Linked DNA regions of Mus musculus: region 2 is linked to region 1. The links are chromatin contacts, called in public promoter capture Hi-C maps. All regions are on one chromosome and are shown on one strand. Each heading gives the region's core, a stretch centred on a gene start, on an enhancer-like site or on the middle of the called end of the contact. The rest is flanking DNA. Distances are from core to core; before and after follow the strand shown.

Region 1 (6,572 bases), core at 3,986-6,485:
CCCCACCCCAACCCTTTACTTATTTGCATACATGTTTTCATAGAACCTTGTAGTCTGATATTTAACTCCATGAAGACTCGTCGGTATAAATCTCCTTGTTGTATGCTCACCACTGGCTTTGATTTATATTGTTTCTTTTTTTTGAGCAGCATGCATCACGCTGGGCAGAATTCCATCTTGGCTGTCTTCTCTGCTCCTTTCTCATTTTGCTGGAATCCTCATCCAGGCTTCTCTGATAGTCCTGGGAAAGTGCTTACGTTTGGCGTTTGCCTAGAACAGGAGCCAGGGGTTCTAGGACATGTGATCTTCTGAGCACCCTAAAAATTAATGCATTCTCAAAATGTCTTCTGGTCTATCATCAAAGCCGGTTTTAAATATGTTGAAGTTTTTTATATGAAATATAAAATATTTTCTACTGTATGATCTCAGATGCTACATCTACGAGAACACCTTTTTGTAAGCAGTGAACATGTGCATCTCTGTAAGAATTTAATGATTCTTAGTTTGGGCTGATTATGATTCTCATGTTTGTATGCATTCTGCTCCAAAAATTTTTGTACTCTTGCAACTAATTACTGCAACCAATTTGGATGACAAAAAGCCTTGTGTTTTGCTCCCTAACATCTTTGAGGGTTTCCTCATGAGAGGACAGGAGGGCCGCTGAATCACCTACCTCTCCTTGCTGTTGTCCAAGAGTACGGGTACAACCCCTCAATTACTTAAAAACTACCACCAAGGGGAGAGGGCAAGATCTAGATTGGAAAATTGATTGGAAAATACTCTGTTAGATGTAGCCCCCCCCCAATCTGCATGATCTCTCAATATGACTATGATAGAAGCCATCTATTCAGAATCTAACTGAGCCCATGAAACTGACATCTATCTCATAGGCTGCCTTGTGACCCCTGGAATACGTCATGTTCCTCCTGACAAAGAGCTTTGTGTTTGGCCCTTTTTTTTAATCATGCGTATTGTTGAATAAATAAAATAGATTGACTTACACTGGGGAAGTGGACATTGTAGCATGTTTTTCTCTCATAAGTCTAGGCATTATGAAACCACCTCTTTTTAGACATAGCTGTCAAATAATCCATTAACTGCATCTAAAAAAAAAACTGGAAAACACTTCTAAGGAGTCTTCTAAACACAGAACTGTGGCATGTTGTTTTCTCCTAATTGTTCTAGAAAGATGAAAATGTCTCTCAGTGGCCGTATATACCTGATGTCTAGAGAAGAGAATTTCATGGAGGAAACCTGAGTAAAGTTAGTTACAAAGAATATACTGAAGGCCCTAAGCTGCCTAACACACTATGGATAGACTAAAAGAGACATCTTAGCAAAGCTTGCCTTTGTTAGAATGTCCAAGTTCTCAGGGACCTAGGCATAACTGGCTCTCACTGGGGCCTCATGGACAGGCCCTGGCTTAGCCAGGCTTTTCTGATTTTTACTGTTTTAATAATGTGAGCTGATGGCTGACGTTTTCCAGTAAAATCATCACGTGGACCAATTTCAAAGTTGACTGGAATTGTCTGAAGTTTTGAACATAAATGTGAGTGAGGTTTCAATACTATCAATCGTGCTTCATATGAACTAAAAAAAATCCCACTCTAACCAGTTCAGACTGTCTAAGCCTCCCCCTGATGAAGGAGAAATTTCCTGTGCCTTTGTTTTCCAGTATATGCATCATTGGCTAACTGGTCTACCTCCTCAAAGCAGTTCCCTAGATGGATCAATCATGAGGTGTGAGCCACTTTCAACACACAAGGCTGTTGTTACTGGTGGAAACCATATTGCTCTTGATACAACAGTCTTATAGTGTCTCTTGTATTTAACACTGATGCATCAATGTTGAGGTAGCTTTTCAATCTAACACAAAGACAATGGACAACACATTTCCCACCTGACAGAGATCTGTGTTAGCACTGGCTTTACTAACCTAAGTGTTGATCGCCACCTTACTGAAGAAAGTAGTCTTACAAATTATCATGAGATTAAAGTCTCATGGTAAAAATATTCTTTCCAAAAACCAAATGTAGAGGCTCAAAAACAAAACTTTGGCCTATACTAAAATAATATGGGCTAATTTGCATACACACATACAAGTACAGAGAAAGATGTATAGCTTCAGTTTTGCAAATTTCAGTTTTCAATGTTTTTCTGAAAATTGCAGGAGGTTATAGGTTAGTCTGAGGATAGCAACTTTTTTAATTCATTATTTTTAATCACGAAGTATTCAGTTTCTATAAAATCAACTTTAGTTTAAGAAGATACCATGTGTTCCCACAAGGGCAGAGTTTTCCCCTCATCTACATCAGGGTGGATTTCTGCAGCATAATTATACTGAAATTTTATTTTAACCTTCTGTGTGTTAGCATATTTCTGTTAATAATAAACAGGTTGAATCAGGGTACGTGAAATTGTTGGGTTCTCAGTGATAATGGCAAGCTCTAATTTGTGTGCTGCAGTGTGCTAAAGTGGTTTATGCACATGACATTATTCTTTGATGATGAAATGGTTCTGCTCGTGTTTCATAATTCTGATACCATGTTTAATTAAAACAGCACATGATATTGATGGGTTCATGAAAATGGCCAACACTTACTCTGTGGAGTTGTCACTGTTTCCTTACATTTTTCAGGAAATCCTTCCATCTCTGCAGTCACGTGGCACTGGTCCATCCGCACACTGTTTTGTCCTCACCCACCTCACTGAATCTGATGGACACTGTACAGTCGCAGTCTCTTTGTGCAGAATTGGCAGCGATGCCTGTGCTTGATCATCCCTGTTTATAAGAATCCAGCTTCTGGTCTCTGTTCTCATTAACCGCATATTGCATTATAGAATGAAAAATAAGAGAGACTAATTAGAGAGAGGAAGGAAGACTTATTTTGCATCCTGAATGAAAAAATATATATATATATATTTAGACAGTGTAAACAAACAACTGCTGCAGAGTGTCCTGTGTGTAATAGTGTCTGGTGTGTACCTGTGTGCTGTGCTAAATCAGGGGACCCTTTCTGTCTCTTGTCCATGGTGTCTATATCCAGTGACAAGTGTCTGCTATGTACCTTTTGCAATGGACTTCATAAACTGCATTCTCTAAACCTTTTTTTTAAACAATTTCATGAACAATTTCATAAACACTGAAGTATTAACAGATTATATGAGTCAGAGTATTGAGCTGAGATAGCTTCTAATTGAACTTAATTTTATATTTAAGTTTTGAATTTATCACAAAATACACCATAGCTGAGAAAAAAACAATTATGAATGCCTTCTGCATGTTCGTTATTTCTAACAGACATGGTGCAATTTTTTAAATACAGAAAGGTGTAGGGTTAGAATGGATGTGTCTGCACTCATCTCTGTTGTCTGTCTGTCTTTATATTCACACTGTACAGTAAGACTTAAAGTTCTAAGTTTCATGCTAAGTAAAAGGATGACCCGATCTTGGGCGGAGATACTTAGTTTTGTTAGCTCCCAGTGGAGGCCGGCATTTGCCCTTTTACCTTTTACCATATACTTGGAAATGTGTATCTGGAATTAACTACTAGAAAATGTATGATTATGTTCCATGTTTTTGGCCCCTGGATTCAAATCCCTACATTTGGTAGATTTGGGTAAATTTTGCTGTTTTTAAAGCATCTTTTATGTAAAAAGATTACATTTTTATAATAAATGGCAAATAAGATGAATCACTAGAATCTGATTGGCCTTGTTTTTGCCTTGTTCTTTCTGCTCAGCTTCCAACACCAACTGCCATCTCTCGATTCTCACACAGCTGTACTGTCATTTAATAACATGGTGTATTCTCATGCCTGCACATAACTCTGAATCGCTCGCTGGGTTTTGTGAATATGCAGCCATGCCACAGAGCAGTGTGTCCTGGACTGAGAGTGGCCTGCATTGGCATATGCAAGGGTTTGGTGAAGGAGAATTCTGTGCCAAATCTCTGATGGCTATTCAATCCATACTGCCCCCACATTTCCTCCGAGAGTCTCAGGTTTAGATGCTCAAAAGCCAGCTCTGCCCACCCCCCCCTTCTTGGCACCTGTCCATGTGCTGTTAATAGCAGCGCCTGAGCAGTGTACCAGGTAAATGAGATCCAAGGAACTCCAAAGCAGACACCTCTCAACAGGCTTATCGATGGGAGAGAAAACAGAATTACCATGCAAAATGCACATGTGATAATTTGATGTTTGGAACTTCCTAATCAGGTAAAGCACTCGCCATGAACACATGAGGACCCAAGCGTGGGTTCCCAAACATCCATATGAAGTTGGACGTGTTGATCCGCATCTGTAATCCCATGTTCCTACAGCTAGATGAAAGGTGGAGGCAGGAGAATGCCCAGAAGCTCAAGGGCCACCAACACCAGAGGTCCTCTACCCTTCACACACAAGCTGTTGTGTGAGCGCCTTCAGTCACACACGTGAACACAAAAACACAAGCACAACCCTTTGCTCACTCTGTTACACAAGAGCATCCACACATACCAGAGCCCCAGTGGGCACCGGGGCTCACTCTGTGGGAATGAATCTTGGGAATCTTGAAACAGAGTACAAAGGAAACTGGTCTGGATTGTAGACTGCCTCTGGCCTGTAGGCTCCTCTAGGTCTGTAGGAATGGAAAACAGTTTAGAACAGCAGTCACAGTTGCCACAGGCTTCCCCAGCCTTCTGGGAAGTGCGTAGGTGAATCAAGGCCAGCAGCCCACGAAAGCCTGCAGCAGCCCACGAAAGCCTGCAGCGGCCCACGAAAGCCTACAGCGGCCCACGAAAGCCTGCAGCAGCCCACGAAAGCCTGCAGCGGCCCACGAAAGCCTGTAGTTCCTGGGCTTTCTTCAGGGCAGGGTTTGCCTTTTTGGTCTAACCTCACCTCACGAATGTGGTGAGGGGCTTGATGGAGGAAGGGAGGCAGTGTGGGCTGCTCTGGGGCTGCAGCACTTGTTCAGTTTTTGCTTTCTTCCCTCGAATCTGTTCCCACTTGGTGGCCCCTAGTCCCTGGTCCTCCCAAGTAGCCGCAAGCCAAAAAAGGATCAGAAGAATAGCCATTTTCAGTGTGAACTATTTAAGAATTTAGTCCCCCTCGACCCTGTGCTGTCTCCTCAACCCTTGCCTAACAAGCTTTTCTGTCTTCTGACACACAACCCTGCACTGTGCCGAGACTCTCAGTTAATGCTTCAGTCATGCAGCCTTGTGGCGGTGCCCATCAGAGGGGTCCACACACACCATTTCATTTTTTACTCTCTACCTCCCTCTGCTGCTGAGATGAGAGCATGTTGGAAGCTCTCTGCATAGTCAGTGTAGCTCCAGGTTCTTCACTGGGGGGGAACATGTTATTCATATTACCTGACCTAACAGAGAAAACAGACTCCCCACTTCCCTTGAACCCCAAATCTCCCAGGCCTCCCCACTCCCTCACTACACTTTACTGACAAACTTCTCGCCAGCACTCCATTGCCCCACATTCTAAACCCTCCTGGTAATTTCTCGTCCGGAAGTTGTCAGTTAAAGGGGCATCTGTGAGCACAGGGGAAATGTTTCCCTATGATTTGACAATATGTACAATTCTCTCAGCCAAGCTTCTCACCCCCGGAATAAGGGCCCCAACACCACACATGTAAAATAGCCTACAAGGTTATAAAACAGCCTGAACCAAAGAAAGACTGCTTTGGGAGTCCACTCTCTTGTGCCTGGTGTGGACCTTAAACCAATTTAGTTTCCCTTGCCCTGGCCTCAGACTCAATCACTCCATCTCATGTGAGATGCATAAAGAATGTGCCACACGGTGCTTCCTGGCACTGGGACAAGACTAGGTGTGAGCCCCCGGTCGTGAAGAATTGGATGCCCAGTTAAAAGAAGAGGAAAAGAGACATGGTTTGAATAGCCAGCATAGATTTGGTAAAGAGGTGGGGAAACTGGTTTACTCCGAATAAAATTCACAGGCTTTGATGTCCACTGCCCTCTCAAATATGATTCTGCAGTAGGAACCAAGAAGCCAGTGGGGATTTGGAGGTCTAGGGGGAAAGAAATCTCCCAGCTGAGCTTTGTGTCCTCCACTCCCAACTGTTGAGACAACCTCTTGCCCGTGGGGACACCTCTCCTCCAAGCACTTCACCTTCTTGTCCCAGCCACCTCCCTTCCCAGATCCCATTCCTTCCAATAACATCTCTCTTCCCCTGGACACCCACCACTGATCAGCCTCACCCAGCCCGTGTTCCAAGCTTACATATCTTGACCCATGCCTGAATCCCATCTACAAGAACATTAAGTAGACACTGGTCCAAAGAGGACACATTGCTTTATCTTAGCAAGATTAATATTTTCACCAGCCTCTCTTCCTGGAAGGTAGTTTCCTGCCACACTTTAAAATCTGAAAGAATAGAGTTTACTCAGTATTTGGAATGGGATCCGAGCCAATTTCCTTTTTTTTTAATCTGTTAACCTACAGAACTGCAGTTGAAAGCTGGAGTTAACTGGCCCCATATCCCCAATTATTCTAATGACATTCAGCCCTTTTGCAGATTAGCAACCCTAGGCAACTGTCCAAAAGTGCTAACGTCTAGTTCGG
Region 2 (6,133 bases), core at 2,213-4,712, 210 kb after region 1:
TATGGGAGGATCAAAAGACGAAGGCCACCGTTGGCTACATCGGAAGTTCCAGGTCGGCATGGGCTACCTGCAACCACCTCAGGCACTCCGGATGAGGTCTTGCTTTACCATTGGCTGAGGCTAAGCTCACAGTGCGTGATGGTAGCATCTCTATGTCTGCACGGTGGTTTCCTTCGCACATTAGCAGTGCTGTAAGAAGACTCACAACAGGGCAGACATTTTGTCATACTTCTGCTATGTAGAAATATGTATACTAGATGACACCTATGTTCTAGGTTCCTGGCTAAGCCCTTCCACACATTTTCTCACTGTCATAAATCACATTCCTGCCATGGTCTATGCTGTTTACATCTGAACACCCAAGTGTAACCAGATTCGGCCCTTTTTCCCCGGGGGCGGGGGGGGGGTGGGGGTGTTGTTTTTCCAGCATATCTGGGACAAATCTGTAAAGTTTGATTTCCACATACATTAAAAAGATATGCTTATAGATCATTAGTATGTCTATGGCCTATCATGTTAGGTTTTTTTTTTTTTTTACTTGATAATGGAAAAATAATGTAAAAATCTCACCTCTAAGGAGCAGGACACCTTTCTGGTTAGAAGGTCAGTAGGACTGAGAGTCTGCAGGCATACTATAGTATAGGTAAGGACAAATTATAATTAAAACACAGGGGGAAGATGTGCATGGAGCAGCAGGCTTATGATGACTATACAGTCTCTCTCTGAGACAATGTTGCATGTATCCTAGGCTTTCATCAAATTTGTTGCATAGCCAAGAATGACCTCCTATTTCTGATTCTCCAGTTTTCTGCCACACAAATGCTAGAAGTACAGGCATGTGCCACCATACCTGGAGTACTGTGTATTTGAGATCAAGTCCCAAACTTCCTGCATGCTAGTTAAACACTCTACCAATTAAGCTGTGTCTCCAGGTGCCACGTGTTAAATACTTTTCACACATATAACTTTTGCATATATGTACTGAAAGCAAAAATTCCTAGATGTGGAGTTGTGCATTCAAAAATGTTCACATGAAGTTAATCCCAGCAGCTGGGAGGCAGAGATAGGCAGATCTCTGTGAATTCCAGGACAGGCAGTGCTGTTTAACCTGTCTCAAACACAACAAAAAACATGGGGCTGGAGAGATGGTTCAGTGGCTAAGAGCACTGACTGCTCTTCTACAGGTCATGAGTTCAAATCCCAGCAACCACATGGTGGCTCATAACCATCTGATGCCCTCTTCCGGTGCATCTGAAGACAGTTACAGTGTACTTAGATATAATAAATAAAACTAAAAAAACCATAAAAAAAACAAAAAGTGTCCACATTGAGGGTCTGAGGAGATGGCTCAGTGCCTGCTCACAGAGGACCAGAGTTTGATTCCCAGCACCTACACCAGGCAGCTCACAGCTCGGGCCTCCAGGGGCATTTGCTTCACTTGTGTAAAAGTACACACAGACTGCACAACGCACATAATTAAATATCAATCTTTAAATCTTTTTTTTTTCCTCACGTTTTGGCTGGGCATGGTGACTCACTTTCCTGCAACTTCAGCAAGAGCTGGAGGTGAAATCAGGAGTTCAAGGTCAGCCTGGCCTTCAGGGGACCTGGTCTCAAAAAGAAAACACAATTTCCAAATTGTATTTCAGAAGAATTTGTCAAACTTGATCTCACATTCAGCATGTGACAATGTGTTCTCTCTCTGTGGTGTGCACACAGGCTGGCTGATCAGTTCTTTGCTTTCTCTATTTATACCAATATTTGGAGGGGGTTGGGGGGCTTGGGTGAGAGTGTTTTTTGAAACAGGACCTCATGTCACCCATGCTGGCCTCAAACTGGTTATGTAGCTGAGGGTAATCTTGATCCTTCTCCTGACTCCAGTCTAGTGCTGAGATTTTGTTTGGTTGGTTTTTCGAGAGAGGGTTTCTCTGTATAGCCCTGGCTGCCCTGGAACTCACTCTGTAGACCAAGCTGGCCTCGATCTCAAGAAATCCGCCTGCCTCTGCCTCACAAATGCTGGGATTAAAGGTGTGAGCCACCACTGCCTGGCCTACCTTTTAATTTATACCAATAATAAAACCATAAAAAAACCACAAACCTCTAGAATCAGCTTGAAAAAAAAAAAAGATGATAGAAAAAGCAAGTGGTGGTTCTGCAAAGGGAGAAACTTTTCTAAACTGATTTTAACAGCAGGACATTTTTCATCCAGCCGTCCCACCATTAGTTGTCAGGAGCATGAAAACCTCTAACCTCCTAGATCAGCAAACCCAGGGCTGTAATTACATCACCTGCCACACACTGGCTGCCCACGCACTTCCTCCTTGGCAGGGTGTAGGGAATTGGAGAGGCTGCAGTCCGGGAGGGTCCGGGAAGCAAACAAAAGGCTGAGGTTCCATCTAAAACTGCCTGGGGCTGCTCAGCGGGAGGGTGTTGGCCCTCAAGGCCTGGCCTCTTCTTCCATGTCTGGGCGGCCTACTTCTACCTTTTAGGGGCCACTGTCACCATCTGGGAGCCCAGAAAAACATTTTCCTTTTTGCCTCTCTCTGTAGGATCCTGGCCTTCTTTAAGAGCGTTGGATGATAAATGAATCTGGAGGGCATCTTTTTGGGCATGAGTTCCCAGAAGCGTGAGGTTTCAGATGAAAGGAGATACTGAAGTATGGGGAGGAATCGTTTGTTTTGATTGAACTAAAATAATTACCCTGACTGACTTGGTGTCCTGGCCCTCATCTCTCCACAGAGGAAAAAAAAAAAAAAAGAACACTAAGGAAACTTCACCCGCACGGCAACAAAAACACACCGGAAAGCTATCGAGTTGGGAAACTTTTTTTAGAACAACTTCCCAAGTGCCTGTTTCGTACGCACGACGTTTTTGGCTTAAACGACTGGGACCAGGGAGGTCCCGATTCAGCTGAAAATAAAACGTACGAGATAAGGCATTGTTAGCAGAGAAATCTGTTTGCGCAGACATTAAGTTAGGTGCACGAGCCCTGAATCCCAGGTAATTGCTTTTTCCCAGTTGGAAGGCACTGGATGACTTTTTAATGCCTACCCCGCACCCGTTCTCCCAATCTCAACGATCAGCTTTTAGTGGTCAGAACAGCCTCCTGAAACTGCAACACAGACGAAGCTTCCCGGCCCAGCCCGGTTGCTTCAAGGGAACAGACAGCCTGGCACCATGCCCTGCCCAGGTGCGCTTGAAAGAGATAAGCTCTGCGCCTCCGGCGACGTTCGGCGGCCATTCTTCTCCGCCTCGTGCACCTGCTGAGCTTCAAGCAGCCAGCCCAGAATCCCGGTCACCTCCCGGCCACCCAGCCCCTCGGGTCAGCCGGACCGACCCCCTAGGCAGGCGCGGCGGGGTGCGCGGGCCCAGAGCAGGCAATCACATGGAGGCCCGGGCCCGCCCCATTGGCTGCGACCCGGCCAGTCGCGGCGCTCGCAGGCTGCGGTTGGTCCCAGAGCTGCGGCGCCTGCACGGGCCTGGAGTCCATGTTACGCTTTGTCTAATTCCCCTCGTTACAGAGTCATGTGCTGCTGCTCCCGTCGCCGCCGCTGCCGCCGCCCGGGGTGCCCCGGCTCCTCCGCCGCGCTTAGAGGTGGCAGCCGCGGGCGGGGCCGCGGACTCAGGGTCCAGGGCGCCGCGCGCCTCCGGGGCGCGTCCCGGTGCAGCCGCCGCCCGCCGCAGGTGATGCCGCCGCCTCCCGCCTCCGCCTAAGCTCCCGCACGCGCGGCCCGGGCTGCCCGCGAAGGTGGGTGCGCGTCGGTCCACCCTGGCCGGGAGGGCGCAGGTGGAGCGGCCCCGGGGCGCGCAGACGTCCGGCCTCTCGGCGCCGCGGGGGAGCACGGCTGCTCCCGGGGCTGCGATCGGGAACTCCGGAGGGCTTCGGGACCCTGGGGCGGGGAGTGCGACCAAGCCCCCCCACCCCGTGCTGGGACATTGTTTCGCTTTGGGCCCTGCGCGGGCCGGGTGCCGGCTGCCGCGCTCCCGCCTCGGCCTCCGTGCGCGCGAACGCAGGGGCGGAGATTGCCTATCGCGGTGGCTCCGAGTCCTCCAGGAGGTGGGTGTCTGGTGTCTGGCCTGGTTGGCCCGGAGCCGGCGAGAGGAGCCCTTGAACTTCTGCAGAAACGCTTCCCCATCCGCCTCCGTCCCGCTCCGGGTGGGCCACTCGGGGTGCTCGCGGGTTGGGGCGGGGAAGGGAGGGGAGCCCTGCGCCCCGCCCTCCGCGCCCGGGGGGAGGGCACTGGGGCCGCAGGTGCACCCTGCGCGCCGCGGGCCATCTCCGGGTTGGGTACCGGTATAATCCGCTTCTAGCTTGTTTGGAAGCGTGGGCTCTTGGGAACGGGACTTCTGCTTGATTCTGGTTTAGGGGCTTGAAAAAGAGGAGAACTGGGGTGCCTTCCCAGAGGACTGTCACCTCCAGTTACTGGAGGGTCGATGGGGGACACTCTGTCTCTGTCCCCCTTTATGTGGGGTATCCCTAACAGATAAGGAAATGAGATTTTTTTGTTGTTGTTCTTTGATTTTTTTTTTTAAGCCATCCGCAGTGAAGGAGAACTGCTTCGGGTCGAGGGGAGGAGAGGTAGGTCCCCTCTGGAGAGGGTTGGGGTATAAGGTCTCGCGGTTCCCATGCAGCTGGGGTGTGCGTGGCAGAGAGTGGGGAGGTAGGATTGCTGGAAAGAAAAAGCAGGGTAAAGAAATGGGAGCAGAAGGCGAAGAGATGAGACCAAGTATTGGGCGTCCTCGCCGAACCGGAGCCCTGACTTGAGACTTTGGGGGCTCCTGTTTGGTTTCTTTCCTCCCACAATTTCCTTCTCCGTGACTTTGAAAGTTTTCTTTTAGTTTTTATTTTGTATTGGTCAAGACAGCTGTGAAGACGTGAGTTTTTTTGTTTTTGTTATTTTTTTTTGAAAGAGATATAGACGTGAAGCACTGATATCCGGAAACTTTCCCTGGCCATTTAAATAATAAAATCCCACCCACACAGCGTTCACTGAGCACCTAATACACTCGCTCAGTGCTCGAGTGTGGAAAGAGTCCCGGCAGAGCGTGGAGTCTGGTCTCAGTAAGGGTAAGGGCTGTTTACTTAATAAACAACCGAGGAAAATATGATTCAGGCCCCCCTCCCCAAAGTTTCCAGGGCCTGGTAGAGGGTGAGGGTCATGAAGACCTGGGGTTGGGGGGGAATCACTACTCTGTGAGGTCTTCAGATACCATCTGTTTTTTCCAGCTCGAGAACACAGCATATATATTATCAGCAAGGTCAGGGTCAGAGCTGTCCTGACACCAACTGAAGTTAAAAGCCAATGTCTGGACATGAAAAAGAATTGAAGATTAAAATGAGGTCGAGAACCTGAGAGTGTTGACTGCCACTAATTTAGGGAGCCCTCCGGAAATACACGCGGAAGTAATCCACAGTGCTGGATGGGATTCCACAGCGGTGGAGAGTTCCCGCTCTGTCCACAGGAACATACTATCTTAGATTCCTCTAGTTTTTATTGAAGGTGTATAAACTTTGTTGATTGAAACCTTATAGATTAAGAGGTCAGAGTTGTGAGCTGTCCTCAGGTGACCTGGCGTTCCCTCCCCCACTTCCCACTGGGGGAGGGTGGAGTGTGTCTGATGCAACCAAGTATTGAGCCATGGCCACAGCCTTCTTTGCCTAAGCGTTGAAAACTCTTAGTCAACCTGTGGCCTTTCCCCCCTACCCCCACCCCAGTTAAGTTTTATATTTTATGGAGATTTTGGAACTTTAAAAAAAAAATTTTAAAACTTTTTCTTTATTTAATTTTAGAATTAATTTTTAAAATTAATTAATTAATTAAACTAATTTTAGGATTAAAATGTTTGGCTTGTCCAAATAGTTAAATTGTTTTGTGAGCACTCTTGTTTTAGAAATTGGACTTTCCTGATATTTGTGGGCAAGTTGTACATAAATTGGCTCAGACCATAAGGAGGTTAAAGTTTGGACAGATCTTTGTGTGTATGATCGTGTATGTTCTTTTGTTTTTGACATGGGGGAAGGTCTCACACTGTAGCCCAGGATGGCCCAGAGCTCTAGGCTGTCCTCTCTATACCTCCCCTTGTGCTGGGATTGCAGACATGACCCACCTTACACAGCCACATATCTTGTTAA

What was found. Promoter capture Hi-C pulls out the DNA fragments that hold promoters and counts their contacts.
Region 2: a contact with region 1 is called in a promoter capture Hi-C map of pre-B cells, with 7 times the contacts expected there. The contact joins the promoter of Lrrc8d here to the enhancer-like site in region 1. A contact is called at or near these places in 7 of 39 promoter capture datasets (the C10 cell line, the HPC-7 cell line, HPC-7-derived erythroid cells and 3 more), 2 of 15 datasets of contacts at CTCF or cohesin (CD8 T cells and pro-B cells), 12 of 484 Hi-C or Micro-C datasets (B cells, CD4 T cells, the G1E-ER4 cell line and 8 more), 22 of 115 datasets of contacts at active chromatin or transcription factors (the 230-238 cell line, CD8 T cells, DN3 thymocytes and 16 more) and 4 of 9 other capture datasets (adipose tissue, embryonic stem cells, liver and 1 more).

What each region holds. Positions count from the first base shown.
Region 1 is chr5:105,486,371-105,492,942 of GRCm38.p6, forward strand. It overlaps Lrrc8b (leucine rich repeat containing 8 family, member B), which reads left to right. Exons shown (of 5, transcript NM_001033550.3): 5 at 1-3,709. Among named protein-coding and RNA genes, the nearest start is that of Gm42141, 5.8 kb to the right of the region's middle. Within about 2 kb of position 5,236, at least 8 of the 459 cell types and tissues checked have an H3K27ac peak or open chromatin away from gene starts, as enhancers often do.
Region 2 is chr5:105,696,507-105,702,639 of GRCm38.p6, forward strand. Lrrc8d (leucine rich repeat containing 8D) reads left to right here and starts at 3,463. Exons shown (of 3, transcript NM_001122768.1): 1 at 3,463-3,748. Gm42166 reads right to left here. Exons shown (of 2, transcript XM_017321263.2): 2 at 523-4,357. The coding sequence ends at 3,382.